2 separate regions of the Mus musculus genome follow, and region 1 is linked to region 2. A link is a contact called in public promoter capture Hi-C data. All regions are on one chromosome and are shown on one strand. The core of a region is the stretch at or near the end of the contact, and the rest is flanking DNA. Distances in the headings are between cores, read along the strand shown. Region 1 overlaps Slc10a7 (solute carrier family 10 (sodium/bile acid cotransporter family), member 7). Region 2 holds the start of Prmt9 (protein arginine methyltransferase 9).

Region 1 (3,662 bases), core at 282-2,781, 1.1 Mb before region 2:
ATTATCTTCCTTTGCTTCTGAGTACCCCCCCCCGCCCCCCGCCCCCCCCCCCGCCCCAGCAACACCCAGCAGGGGTTACCAGTTACTAGCCAGCCTCCTAGAAGATTCACCAAAATGAGAAAGCCAACCACTGTGACCAGGACTGTGTTTAGCAACACAGACACCTGGTTTAAATCCTGCTTACCACTCAGTGCTGCCTGCAAACCATGCAAGTCAGCTCACATCTTTGCACTTTGGTTTCCTGGGTATCACAGGAAAAGAGGTTTACCTTTCGGCGTTAGTGTCTATGTATGCTGTAGTGCAGCATGCAGTAAACATTCAAAACTGTTGTTTGGCATTATTATTATTATGGCTCTCTTTAGACAGATATCTGAAATAATAGAACAGTTTCACTTTTAAACGTCTGTAATCAAGGCAAACACAGAAGATAAAGAGAACAAGATTATCTTCAACGTCTACTTTTACACATGTGTATGTGTGCCATGTGTGTATACATGTACATATGTGTGTGGGTGGGTGCGTATGTGAACACGTGGAGTCCAGAGGTCAACACTGGGTGTCTTCCTTGCTTGAGGTAGGGTACTGTGGTGAACCTGGTGCCCAGTGATTCTGCTAATCAGCCCCTCCTTGGAATCTCCTTATCTGCCTCTTAGGTACGATGGTTACCGGTGGGCTTTCCTGTCCACTGAGCCTTATGATGCAGATCTGGAGCCCAATCCACAGTTGTATAGCAGGCAAGTCTTTAGCTACTGAGGCATCTCCCCAACCTTCACTGCATGTCTTTCCTGGCAATCTGACAGGTCAACTCTCCGGTCAGAATGCTGTCTCCATGAACGTCCACCTGAGGTTCATATACTGGGAGGGCTCTGCCGCAGATAAGGGAGGCTTGCTTACTCCTAAGGCTTGAGGAGTGACAGAGTCTAAAGTGAGGAATGTGAGCAGCATTATCTTTGATGTTACAGGGAGTGGCTTATTCCGAAGCATAGCTTAAGAGTCCTAATATGAACGTACCTCACAGCGATCAGTCAAATTCAGTTTTCACTTTCAACTCTTTATGAAACAGCCAATGATATTGCTAGGCATACCGTGTAACTGTTGGGACTGCTGGTGTGGTCAGGCAGTGCCACCGATGGGTCCCACAAGCTACATCAGGAGCTTGGAGTCTGAAACAGAAGCTAGACTGCAGCTCTAAAAACCAGGCTAACCCACCCAATTCAACTGAGGTAAAGGCCCTAAAAGTAATTTGCAAAACAATTTTCTTCATATGTTTAATAAATATGTGTCAGAATAAACAAAAATCACAGAAGCCGAAAGAAAAAAAAATCAATTAAAATAAAGTCACAGGGCATGGCGGAGAATTATTTCTGGCAGTTATTTGATATAATATGGTTAGCATTTCTCCTCAGTCAAATTAACACAATTTGCCACTGTAGACTTACAGTCACAACCGGCACGCTCCCACGAGGCTTGCTCTAAGACTCAGAGTTCCGAAGCCCTTTAAAGCTTAGAACAGCTTGGCCGTTCTCTTCTGTATCCAGTAAAGAGGAAACCACACTTCAGAAAAGACAACACACTGCCTCTGCCGTGCCTCACGGCTGGCCGCTATTCCCTCCTCAATTTCTCTTTCAAAGATCTTGCTTAGGAACCAGACGATGTATTTGTGCTATCTTTCTTACTGATCTACCCCCATCCTATCGCCACATTGATGACTGAAAAGAAAGAGCAGACTGGAGTCAGCTTCTGTTTCTAACAGAGTCAGCGGCCTGAGCTGCTCTCTCAGGCACTGGAGGTCAGGTCAGAACTGTCAGTGTTTTCCCTTCAAGGCCAGGCAGGCACAGCAAAAGGACCCAGAACTGCCGGGCATACGGAGGCAGCGTTAGAATCCCGCTGGTTCACTTCCCCCTTCCTTCACAGAACTCAGGGTGCATCTGCAAGAAAACTTGCTTTTATGAAAACAAGCGTTTATTTTGCACTACTCTTCTTTGCTTCACGCTTCACGCTCTTTCCTGTTTCCTGCTGTGGTGTGCATAGGAAGTGTCCCCCACAGGCTCCCAAGTGTTTGAAACTTGGCTCCCAGCTGGTGTTTTTGGAAGTTGGGGACTCAAGCATCAAGAGTGGGTGGGTCTTCAGGGTTCCAGACCACCCCTATTTTTGGAATCACTTTCTGCTTCCTGCTCTGACAAGATGTAAAGAAGCCATGTGGCAAGCTCCTGCCACCACAGTCTGGAATGCCCTAACCCCAACCACTCCTTTCCCACAATTACCCTCTAGTCTTCTCTTCTTTCAGGTAGAGTGTGTGTGTGTGTGTGTGTGTGTGTGTGTGTGCGCACACGCTTGTGTGTGTGACCGCTACAAAAAACAAAAAAATCACTAATACTCATCTTTCCAAGTGCTTACTTGGAAAGAAGGGAGAGAGATAAAGTCAGTAAGTCATATCACGGCCAGGGAAAGATGATCTAGCAATCAACCTCAGAGGTTAATTTGGCCATTTTCCTGGTAACTTGAGAAAGCAATCTATGTTCTTTGCAAGAAAAGAAAGTAAAAATAACCACATTTGTGAATGGCATGCATAACAGTGCCTTAATACAAATCCCTCAGATTTAGGTTTTGAAACAAACTCAGACTCCCCTAACCAAATGTTCTCCTCAGTGCATTCATATTTATCTCCCTCTAGAACTGAGGTTCCAAGGATGGACACAGCTCATTCCTGAACGGACTTCTCAGATTCCTCACTCATTATCTTACAGTGCAGCAGGAATGTGACATAATGCAAATAAGGAGTCACAGGACAGAATAAAGGCATCCAAATCCACCTCTTACAGCCACAGCGGGACTCGGGCGGCGCATCCTTCTCTGCTGCTGTGCCAAGACACCCAAGGAAAGAGGGTTTACAGTTTGAGCTGTTCTTACATTTATTTTTCTCTGTGTGAGTGTTTGCCTGTGGAGGTGGGAGGGCACATGAGACTTTCTGGAACTGGAGTTATAGATGTTATGAGTGGTCGTGCGTGTGCTGGGAACTGACCCCAGGCCTTCTACAGGTGTCCCCAAGCCTTCTCTCTAAGCCACTGAGACATTTCTCTTAGCCACTGAGCTACCTCTCTGGGCCCTGCTACCACATTCCTGAATTTCATTTTACTGACTTGTATCACAGAAGTGTTGTTTTTGATCTTAGTGGGTATCTCTGGCAAATGCTTAGGAAGTCAAAGCCAGGAACCACTTGGTTGGTCCAAATGGAGTGTGGATAACGGAAGGGGCCACAGGAACAGAACAGACATTAGCTTCCAGGGCTGTGTAGAATTTTAGTAGAAGAGGATGGAACCAAGGGATTCATATTAAAAGGAGCTTCATGAGGAAGTAAGTGGACTTGTGAGCTGTGTGTGGTATATATAAAAGCAGCTAAGCCTGCACTCACAGGTTCTCATTGCAGTGTTATAAGGAGGAAGGCTGCTGAGCTAATATGAAACTGACCCACGTTAATGGTTTGCCGAAGAAAGGATAGGTCCTGGGTTCCCAAAGACAAAAACTGTTGCTCATCAATCCAGGTCACATATACATTATAGTTCATAGCAGAAGCAAAAATTACTTATGAAGTAGCAACAAATTAATTTTATGGTTGGACATCACCACAACGTGAGGAACTGTTTGAAAGGGTTGCAGTATTA
Region 2 (3,537 bases), core at 27-2,526:
CTGCATAGAGGAACACACACTATTCTACTGCTGTCTACACAGAGGAACACACACTATTCTACTGCTGTCTACACAGAGGAACACACACTATTCTACTGCTGTCTGCATAGAGGAACACACACTATTCTACTACTGTCTACACAGAGGAACACACACTATTCTACTACTTTCTACACAGAGGAACAAACGACCCAACATACTAGCATATTTCCAAGTAAACCAACAGGTCCTGAAATTTCTTTGGACTACAAAAGCCTAATGCTACTGACATCTAGTGGGCAGAGGACAAACCGTGCTGTGAAACAGGAAGGAAGACACAGGACTGTCTGGTGCAAAATGTCACCAGTGTCAGGTTGAGAAACTCTGGACTAAACAAAGCAAGACTGTCCACAGCTTAAAACTGTATATGCAATTAAGTTACTTTTTGAAATTGAGATTCTAACATTAAAAAAAAAAAATACAGTAGTTCAACCGGTTAACTGATGCAAGTAAGACGAATCAACAAATATTAAAAGTTCCTTATGACTGAACACTTTATCCAACCTCAGGATACACAGCATTCTTTCTACACAAGATAATGCAACGCCTACAAGGCAGGGCTAATTTAAATTAGATACTGGAGGGGAAAAAGAACTACCCAGTCCTATCCCATTTAAAAGGCCTTTGGAATCTTAAGTGAGGCAGAAATTTTGAAACAGATGTGTGACAACTTTTGACTTTTGTTACTAAAACCTGGCTGTATTGAGATGGGCTGTAGGCTATAGTAATTCGATGCTTGGAGAGTCCGTCTCTGTCTCTGTATGTCTCGGTGTCTCTGTCTCTCCCTGTCTCTCGTCTCTGTTACACACACACACACACACACACACACACACCATACCCTGTTGTTCCTGCTCAGATCACAGGATTTGCTAGCCACTGAAAAAAATAAGGCCTCACCTTCACGTCGTCTTTTAGCTCTGGCGCCAGGCTGAGCACCAGAAGGTAATGGGCATAAGCAGTGCCGAAGTCCTGGTCACCTAGACAGTGCTCAGCACTCTGCAAGGACCGTGCCACCAGCCGGTCCCGGCCGGCCGCACCTGCGCCACCCCCGGCGCCCCGGCGGGGCCTGGGCCTCGAGTTCGGCATGGATAAGTCTCGCTCGGAAGCCCACGAAGGAGGATGGCCTCGTCCGGGAAAAGAGTCTCCACGGCGCGCTTCCCTGGGCCGGTCGCAGCAACTGGACGCACAGAGGCACTGGGTGCACACAGCAGGAAGCCCCGCCTTCCCAGCGGCGGACAGGGCTGCGCGCGCATCCTGCGGCGAAGCGCTGTGATGACGTCACACCAGGGAGCGCCCCGCGGCCCACTATGGTCTTGGAGTACTAGGCTGTAAAGTCATTTTCTGGAATGGGGTTTTTTGGCAGACTGCAACCAAAGGTTTCCACCCTCTCTCTGCCTCCTGGAGAGTGCGGCTGCGAATTCCAAACCCTGCTCTAGTCCTGCTTGTGCGAAGCTCCAGGCCTTCTGAATCTCATCGCACCAGACTCACTACTGCAAAACGAAATAAAAGCTCCTTAAATTAATCACTGTGTACTCTCCTAGTATTAAGTATTCTCACAAAACTCAGTGAGGTGGAACTTGGGATCACACTCTAAAAAAAAAAGGAAAAGGCCATCACGGAGAACTGCTTCAAGGTTGAACAGTGGGATGGGTACGGCCGAGTCTGAATTTCCTGATGACATGCACATTAACAAAGAAGACTGATGTCAAGTGTGGCCTCTAAGATATAAATCCAAACTTTTAAAGCAATGTATAGAAATTATAGCGAAAGCTATTTTTTGTTCCCATTTTGAAGAGATTAGCGGTGCATACAGTGGTTAACAATGTGAAATGGAGGATACACCATTTTGGATATTAAGCTAAAATTCTCCAGTTCTCCCAAGTCCATCCTTTATGTGTCTTTTTGCTTTCTCTAGTATCTTATTGTCTGATCCACTCTTGTAAGCAGATACCTATGTACCTAAGAAAGGTCTTCGAAGACAGGAACTAATCACAATTATTTGAATATGTACAGAACGACAATTTTAATATATCTTGCACTTGATGAAAAGTGTTTCTCCTGCTCTTTAATTTTGCCTATGTATTTTCCTAGCTATTCATATCGTCCTTGTTTGATGCTTTGTGTATTAAGCAATGTAGGATTTAACTATACAGTATTTAGTGAGATGGAAATACAGAGGCAGGCCTCTATACCTAATGGAACTGAGTAGAACATAAAGACTAATTGGCTTGTGGGAAGGGTTTTCTCGTTCCAGTCTAGCATCCCTCCCTTGAGACATTCAGACAGACCTAATAAAGCTCTCTTCCTGGCTTAATTCATAAGGGTGCTCTAACTATACAATGTAATAATCTAGAAAAGCATTTTACTTATATATACATAGTTAATGTAATTAATTGGCATTATCTAGAAACATTTAGAAATTATCTAAACCTTAAAAAATGTTATTACTCCCGTAAACATTTAACCAAAGATGTATAATGTTATTTGCATCCTGTATAATTTAGAGGTGATAGACTGAGGCTGGGTAGAGAGACACAGCCCAGTCCTTGACAGAGACTTTGGTTTGCAATGTTACAGAATCTAGACTCACCCAGAGTCCAACCTTTGGTCATAGCTGTGGGTGATTATCTTGATTGCTTTAATTGGGGTAGAAAAACTTACCTACTGTGGGTAAACACCTTTCCCTGGCTGCCATCCTGGACTGTATTAGTGGAGAAAGAAAACCCAGCAACAGTGTATACCCAGCACCCTCTGCTTCCTGACTGTGACAATGATTTGACCAGCGACTGCTGCTCTGGCTTCCCTACAATCTCTTTCTCCCTTAAATTGCTTTTGTCGGAGTCTTTTATCACAGCAACAGGAAAAGAAACTAAGAGAGAGAGAGTGGTGTTTGTTTGAACACTTGGTCCCGAACTGGTGGTGCTATTTGGGAAGATAGTAGAGTTTCCGGGGAGAAATTGGATCACTGGAGTCCAGCCTTGGGGTTTAGTAGGCTTATCCAACTCTCTTTCTTCTGCTTGGCAGTTCGATGAGATCAGCTATCTCTGGTTCTTGCAACCCCTGCCTTCTTACTATAAAGGATTGTGTTCCCTAAAACCGTACTCAGAAATAACCTCTGGTGATGGTTTGAATAGGCTTAGCCCAGGGATGGCACTATTAAGAGGTGTGGTTTCGTTGGAGTGGGTGTGGCCTTGTTGAAGAGTGTTATTGTGGGTGTGGGCTTTAAGATCCTCATCCTAGTTCCCTGGAAGTCAGTCTTCTCCTGTTTGCCCTGGGAACAAGATGTAGAACTTTTAGCTCTTCCTATACTATGCCTGCCTGGACTGAACCGCTGAACCTGTGAGCCAGCCCCAATTAAATTCTGTCCTTATAAGAGTTGCCTTGGTCATGGCATCTGTTCACAGCAGTGAAACCCTCACTAAGACAACCCCTCTTCCCATAAATTGCCTATTGTCCACAGCAACTAGATTAGTCATTCTATCACCATGTGAATTTCTG

Evidence for each region. Promoter capture Hi-C pulls out the DNA fragments that hold promoters and counts their contacts.
Region 1: a contact with region 2 is called in a promoter capture Hi-C map of stem cell-derived epiblast-like cells, with 2.8 times the contacts expected there. The contact joins the enhancer-like site here to the promoter of Prmt9 in region 2. A contact is called at or near these places in 8 of 39 promoter capture datasets (the 3T3-L1 cell line, 3T3-L1-derived adipocytes, the C10 cell line and 5 more), 1 of 484 Hi-C or Micro-C datasets (B cells) and 2 of 115 datasets of contacts at active chromatin or transcription factors (embryonic stem cells and large pre-B cells).

Annotation. Positions count from the first base shown.
Region 1 is chr8:78,628,835-78,632,496 of GRCm38.p6, reverse strand. The region is part of intron 5 of Slc10a7 (solute carrier family 10 (sodium/bile acid cotransporter family), member 7); the gene reads right to left. Among named protein-coding and RNA genes, the nearest start is that of Gm39203, 44 kb to the left of the region's middle. Within about 2 kb of position 1,531, at least 60 of the 459 cell types and tissues checked have an H3K27ac peak or open chromatin away from gene starts, as enhancers often do. A contact at or near this core is called in B cells, where this site is marked.
Region 2 is chr8:77,547,136-77,550,672 of GRCm38.p6, reverse strand. Prmt9 (protein arginine methyltransferase 9) reads right to left here and starts at 1,276. Exons shown (of 12, transcript NM_001081240.3): 1 at 937-1,276. The coding sequence starts at 1,125.